2 separate regions of the Mus musculus genome follow, and region 1 is linked to region 2. Evidence: chromatin contacts called from public Hi-C data. All regions are on one chromosome and are shown on one strand. The core of a region is the stretch at or near the end of the contact, and the rest is flanking DNA. Distances in the headings are between cores, read along the strand shown.

Evidence for each region. A called contact is a pair of places that touch in the nucleus more often than the background predicts.
Region 1: a Hi-C map of ventral hippocampal neurons shows a contact between it and region 2, with 1.7 times the contacts expected there. The contact joins two enhancer-like sites. A contact is called at or near these places in 1 of 484 Hi-C or Micro-C datasets (ventral hippocampal neurons) and 2 of 115 datasets of contacts at active chromatin or transcription factors (astrocytes and fibro-adipogenic progenitors).

Annotation. Positions count from the first base shown.
Region 1 is chr14:88,345,495-88,349,010 of GRCm38.p6, forward strand. No RefSeq gene overlaps it. Among named protein-coding and RNA genes, the nearest start is that of Gm33203, 9.7 kb to the left of the region's middle. Within about 2 kb of position 1,972, at least 19 of the 459 cell types and tissues checked have an H3K27ac peak or open chromatin away from gene starts, as enhancers often do. A contact at or near this core is called in ventral hippocampal neurons, where this site is marked.
Region 2 is chr14:87,567,370-87,571,237 of GRCm38.p6, forward strand. No RefSeq gene overlaps it. Among named protein-coding and RNA genes, the nearest start is that of Tdrd3, 150 kb to the left of the region's middle. Within about 2 kb of position 1,317, at least 67 of the 459 cell types and tissues checked have an H3K27ac peak or open chromatin away from gene starts, as enhancers often do. A contact at or near this core is called in ventral hippocampal neurons, where this site is marked.

The DNA of each region.
Region 1 (3,516 bases), core at 722-3,221, 780 kb after region 2:
GCTTACTTTAGAGTTTCACACATTTGGGCCACTTCTAAATAACCTAGTTCTGAGGCATTTGGAGGTTGAGAAATACAGATATATCATTAATATGTAATTTTGAAGGCATGGCTGTTTCAAAATGCTTTGACCCATTTGTACATATTCTGGTTGTTCTGACTGATACATTAAATAGTATACTTGATTCTGTGCTAATCTTGCAGAAGCCTGGACCTCTGACAAAAGTTTGGCTTTTAGAAACAGATGGCTCAACAGTCTAACTCTGTAAGGTTGTTGCCATTTCTGTCGAATGTCTGTAGTTTGTTGTTGTTAATGCTACCTATCCATTACAGCTGCTCTCATACTTTCTCTACTTCTCTCATTGTGTTTTGTTAACATTTTTGATGAGGGTTAATTGTCTTGTTAATTACACTTTAAAGCCTCTGGCTCTTATGACAGTAAGCAGGTCCCAATGTTAATAAAAAGCAGCTTAGAGTGCTTAACTTGAAACTTTTAAGACAGCACATTTAAATAACAGTGTTCAGTTGTTTTATTAATACAGAATACTAATGGTTTTTATATTTTCTAAAATCTTTGTGAAATTTGGACTCATAAAAATCAATCCCACTGGACCAGCACAGCAGTAAGTATGCATCCAGAATATTTTGAAATCTTTATTGCAGAATTTATTATTTTAATTGTTTTTAAAAGCCATCCCCAAGCTTTCTCTAAGTTCTTGTGAGCGTTAACGATCTGAGAGTTTATATAGCAAGTATTGGTGTTTGTGTTAGTGTTCTTTTGTGCACTATGCTGATTTAGACAACATGTTGTAAAGATTAAGATCTCTCCTGCTTTTATTCTGCTTCTAGAATGATAGGATACCATACAGAGCTGTCACTGAGAACCGTAATGATTAGTGGGTTGTTTAAAAAGCTTCTAAAGATGGAATAAGAAATCAATTAGTATCTGGGAGCTCTAATTTACTTAGAATAGATTACCTTTTATTGCATTTGTAGTAACTCACGTAGCAATTTTGTTGATTATTCTGAAAGGTTGACCCACTATTTTCCTTGTTCTTTCACTCAGAAAGCATTTATGAGTTTTCTCAATTCACAAAGTAGTGCAGTAGACAGCAGTGACATGAAGCTCCTGGCCCTACTGGATGAAGTGTAATGGTGACAAAACGCAGAGAAATACCTCTCTGTGAGCTTTGACAGTGGAGCAACTGGACTGATTGGTTGAAAGAAGTAATGATTAAGTTAATGGAGACATAATGATCGGAATAACAAGGAAGGAAAGAGCCTTCTGCTAAGAATATATGGTTTCTACATAAATGGCCTCAGATCTATGCCAGCATCAGACATTGAAGACACTTTAGTGGGGTAATAAAGGAGAGTATGTGCATAAGAGGTGTGGGTAAAGAGCTTCTACGTTCAGAGATGCTGGGAATGAAGTAAGGCTTGACATATGGAAGGCATTGACCTTGTTACATGACAGTGCTACAAAAAAAGAGAAGGGGCATAATGGGATTCACATTTTGAAGAAATAATTCCAGTATTTTTTTAATGAACTAATCAAAATATAAACTTTCAAAAATCAGTTTTAACTGTATTTCACTTTTTCTATTATTTCATTTCTAGAAACGTAAACACATATTTTTCGTCTTAAACTCTTTCTTTCCAAAAAAAAAAAAAAAAAAGCTGTCATTATTTGGCACTTGATTAGAGCTTCCTCTTTGAGCAGCATGCGTCATATATTTTCATCTTCTGACTCTGAAGCTTTGATTCAAGCACAAAGAACCACATGTACTTTCCCGAGGACAGGGCTGCCTTTACACGATGCTGCTTTGACATTTGATTAGCTGCCACTTCTTTTTCCTTTTGGCTGTGACTGATATTTGAAACATTTTACAGATTTCCTCTTTGTAATAACATCCTGTCCCTCAACTAGTTCCATTGCTGAGATCTGTGTATGTGACTCCTACTGAAGACACTGTCAGTTCTGGGAACCACTCCAAGAACAGCCATTGCAGAGTGTGTGGTGGGTTGCAGAAGCAGCCCTACAAAGTCTTTGCATGTGGTAGACTCAGACTACGCAGAAAATATATTCAGTGGAATATCAATATGCCTAAAACTTTACTGAAAATAATACAGTATTTTTCTATTCACCATAAATAAGATATTAAATAGATAAAGAGCTTAAGTCTTAACCTCTTTCTCCACATTACACTTTTATCCATATAAATTTTTAAGTACATAACTTAAGTCAGTAAGTGCTTTACTTATCTTGCTTAAGATTTATTTTTCTTGTTGAAGACTAAGTACCTGTGAAATCCATGTACGGTGTGTGCTGTATACACACACACACACACACACACACACACAAACACACACATTATATATATGTATATACAATATATTTTCATGCTCCAAGGATGACCGAAGAATTCTTCATGCTCTCCATTCTATACCTGCATTTATGAATAATTATACAAATATCAACATCAAGTGACTGATAAGACTGATTTTCAAGACATTTTTCTTTCATTCTACTAGAATTGTATTTCTCCTCATTTTCTTGCCCCTATTCATCAATATACTTTAACTCTCCTATGGGTACCTGTTGAAAAACATGGAGTTTGGGAGGTCAATAATAGAAAAAGTTTGAAAATATCTTTGTTGACAAAAGTCCTTACATTAAACAATGAAAACACCATTAGTAGACACCAGTTGTTACTGGATAATATATGTAATGAACATGCATCTAGTTACCTGATGCTATATAGTTAATAAAATATAAGCCATACTTGACATTTTAAAAGGCTAAGCACGTACATACTGGCAGAGTAAAGCACACCACAACTAAGAAATATGTATGTTTTCTACCTTATTGCTTTCAAACATTAGTTTTAACATCAGAATTCAGCCAAGAGCATTAAAATACCATTTCCAAGTTAGTGTGATTTTCAGAAACATGTTTTACAGTCAGCTACTTTAATAAAATCTACACTCAACCATCTACCCACCCTGAAAACATATGAAGTCAGGCATTGTGAATAGGTAATTCATAAATAAAAAATGAAAGTTTGGAATAGAAATGTGAATTAAGTTTAAATTTCTTTAGTTTTTGAGCTATGTGTCATACATTTTCCAGACATCTTACAGCTCTGTTCCTTAGACATATGCTGCTCAATGTTAAAATTATTGAAATTGCTCCTCTTTCCAGATTATGTTATGTTAAGCTAAATATCAGAAAGTAATTTTCCTTTATACCAGAGTATAATTTTGTAGATACCACACTTGGTACCTTGATTTGAGTTAATTTAACTGGACTCCAGGCACTGGAAAAAGGAGAATGAATAGAAAATATCCTGCACTCTAGAGACCTGACTTTAAGTTGAATAATTTTTCACGTGATCTGGCACCTAAAAACTCCTTAAGGCAAGGATAACTCCAAATTCACTGCACTGTTGTCTACCAGCATTGGAAAAATGTAGGAATGCTGTGTTGGAGCTAAACAGAAAAGTTAAGAAAAGGA
Region 2 (3,868 bases), core at 67-2,566:
TCATTTAACTCCTCTGTGCATGGTTTCTGCACTTGAAGATAACTGCTGTTATTTCATTGAAGAAAAAGAATAAGTAAGCCACTTACTGTGTCATTAACAAGCACGGACTCACCATTTGATACACAGTGGCTGTTATTTTCCCTCTCTTAGAATTCTTGCCAACTGTTTCCCCTCAAAGTCCCACCATGAGCACTGACATGCTGAACACAGTAATTCCTCCGGATTCTTTACAAGAAAAGCACTTTAAATACAAACTAATCTTCCGTGTGTGTATTACTTTAACCTTAGTCCCACATTCTTCTTTTAAACCTTTATTTATTATTTGGTAATTTTATGTCTAATAATTTGGTTTTTTAAAAATCTTCTCCTACCACCCGACACAGGACACGTACCCAACTGAAGGCTGACTGGAAGGTCACATGTGAAAAACTCACAACAGGCACAGTGTATAACTGAATAACTAGCTTATTCTCAAACAACGAAAACGAGTTTAGAGTTGTAGCACAATGAGAGCATCTCGGGTTCTGGTGACTGGGTGGGGAGAAGCTGCCCCTTCCCATAGGTTCCTCATAACCTAGGCAGGAAGCCAGGCACCTATCCAGTCAGTCTCTGTTCCCGGAACAGCCGTCGGGACTCGGGCTTGAGATCTGCTTTTGGTTTCTGGTGTACCATGGCTCTCTTCACAGGGGCACTCAGCGTGACTTTTAGCTCAGAGGCAGCAGGGATCCATGCCAGAACCCCGGAAACTTAATGATCTGCTTCCTCCTCTCACTACCAGGAGTAATTCTCAGATTTACAGAGCTCTGGCACCCCTTTGGGCCGTGTGCTTAGGCTCCATTTCATCTCCAGAGCCAAGGGATTCCATCCCAAAGGTTAAACCAGTCGGAAGCTGTCTTGCCACTGACAGGATGAATCTTTTCCCGGGGCGGCTCCCAAGCGCTGCAGGTGGCTGAGCAGCAGAGATCACTCTGCATCCCTGAGTGAATGCCTTGGCTTCCAGATTCTCAAAGAGCATCAAAGGCTGATGGGGCTCGCCCCGTTTCAGAGGCGAGGAGGTACTGGAGGCAGCATTAATTGTTGGATCTTGATAACCTCCCCACCCATCTTGTGACGCCCCCTGGGCTCAGAAGCCCATAACCCTGACTGCACAGGCTTTTCTTGGCAGAGACGGCAGCGCTTCGGGAACTTTCCATTTTTCACATGCCAAAACTATGCCTCCAGTGTGCTGTCAATGCGCCCGGCTTGAAAGCGTTCCTTGGTGATGTGCTGGGGGCTGAAGTTTGTTCCCACTTGCTCTCTCCGTGTGTGGGAAGCTCCCCCGGGAAGAGGCTGTGGCTGGGCACGCCCAGATTATCACTGATCTTCTCCTCCCAGGGTTGGAGGCTTGAGAGCCATGGAAGGCTGCCAGGCGCTTGGAGGAGGCTTACAATCCTCCAATTATTGTCAGTGCACCGTGTTACTTCCCTCCAGTCATGAAGTCAGCACGCCATAAACCGTTTTTCCGTTTGCTCTGTGAATTTCAGGCCACAACACTTTAAGTCTCAAATATCGCATCTTTGGAGGATAGTCCCTTTGTAAATTTTGTAACATAACCTTTGAGGGCTAGCAGTAAAACCTGTTAGAAATCTCACCAGAAAACATTTCTTAGCTGACTCTGGTCCCCACTCCCCCCGCCCTCTCCACGGTTTCGTTTCTACTTAGCATGTAGCCTGTAATGTCTTTTTATTAAGATCAGAAATTTAATTATGTACATATTTGAAACCTGAACCCATTAAGTCTACAGATCCCTTGAAAATGCCATTTGCCAGGTGTGCAATCACAGTCAATGTGCAAAAATGTCGCACAACAATTAGGTTTTAAAGCTTAACTTACAACGGGCTGAGGGACTAGCTCTTTAGATGGAGAGAAATTGCTCTGGAGACGGTAAAGCAAATCAGGAAAACGGCTGAATAAGTGAGAAGAGAAATGAAGAGGATTATGTCCCTACAAAAGATATTGGCAGGGAGGGAGAGACTAAAGCAACGAGGAAATGCAGACTGGAAGACAAAAGGGAGCAGAGTCCTCCAATATGGTGGCTCTCCACTGTGGGTCGGAACCCCCTAGGGGGTGGAAAGACCTTTCCCAGGTATTGCCTAAGACCATCTGGAAACAGATATTTCCATTATGATTTGTAACTGTAGCAAAGTTACAGTTATGAAGTAGCAATGACATAATTTTGTGGTTGGGAGTCACCACAACTATATTAAAGGGTAGCAGCATTAGGAAGGCTGGGAACCACTGGTCTAACAGGAGGCTCTGTGGCTAGGGAAGTCTCCCCTGTCTACGGAGACTTCCCTAAGCTGAGGCAGCCAGGTCTTCTGGGTGTTCTCAGGTTCCCACAACACCCCCACTGGGTATGTCTGTTTCTTTCTTTATGTATTGTTTTGCTCTTCACATCATCATCATGATTTATGAGCTGACTTGCCTACTAGACTTTAAACTCCCCAAGGCCAGGGATCGGGAGAATTGTTTAAGACAGTATATCCTGTGAAATAAGGTTTCTCTGACCTTATTTTGTCCAAAGGGCAGGTAATGTCTGTGATAGGCTTTAGGTAGGTGCACCTTCTACATAAACTCAAGTAGGGACTTGGTGTCCGGGGGTTGTCAGCAGACAGGCTTAGTGTTCAGCCAATCCCTAGGGTTGATGACCCAACTTGCCCAAGGCTGCCTCAGATCAAAAGGAACTTTCTTTTTGGAAGATGGCCACATCCAGTACCTAGGATGGCCATCTCTACCTAGCTGGAACAACTCTGACGGGGTATTCTAGACCAATAGAGATGTCTAATGCTATTGATGGCTTTTGCAAGTTGATCTTTCTCTTTGTCCACTTAAGTTATTTTCTCTCTCTCTCTCTGTCTCTGTCTCTCTCTCTCTGTCTCTCTCTCTGCATGTGTGTGTGTATATGTGTGTATGTATCTGCTAGTGTTTGTTTGAAAGTCAAAGGTCAGTTTCCAGTTGTTTCTTGGGATCTACCCACCTTGTTTTATAACACAGGGTTTCTCATTAGAACCTGGGACTAATAGATTGGACTAGGCTGGCTACCCACTGACTCTGGGGTGTCCATCTGCCTCTCCCTTCCCAGAATTATAAGCTAGTACCTCCATACCTGGTTTTCTTGTATGGGTAGTAGGGCACTTTGGCTACTGGCTACCTCTTCAGGCTTCATTCCTGTTTTTATTCCTTGCTTCATCAACTGTTTTCCCAAGGTAATTCCTGATGATGTCTGGTTCAGCAAATCCCAGCTCAGAGTCTGTTAGCAAGAAAACTATTTATACCATCTTTCAGTTGAGGTTAAAGAATAATAAAAGGTAATAGGTACCGAATTTAAGCAGACATATTTCATATTTTCAATCATATGGAACTCTAGAGGAGAAAGCAGTCTTACGGGATGAATAACAGAGGAAATACTATGAGGTGTGTTCACATTGGCTTCTCAGCCCCTGACCTGGCTGGCTGTCCTTGTTCTGTCCCACAATGAGAAAGAGTTGAATTCAAATTTCTTCACATTTTCTGTCTCTCTCCCTTTTTTTTTCCTCACAGTTTCTTTCTATTCCTAACTCCTCTCAGGTTGAAGTGGGAACTCCAGGAGCATTTACTGAGAGCTCAGCTATAAACAGAAGAGTCCCAAAGATGACCTCCAAACTGTAAATCCAGGAGACAAACCTGAAGAAGAGGAAAATGTGCCATCCAGAGTCGCAGTCAGTGATAGAGCAGCCCCAAGAGACTGTCATCCTGACAATCCAGGAGGATGTGTGTGAGAAGGATTCCTTTGATAGCTGTCTGCTGGAGAGAGCTGCTGCCTTTCAAGGCAAGCAGGTAAAAGGATGAG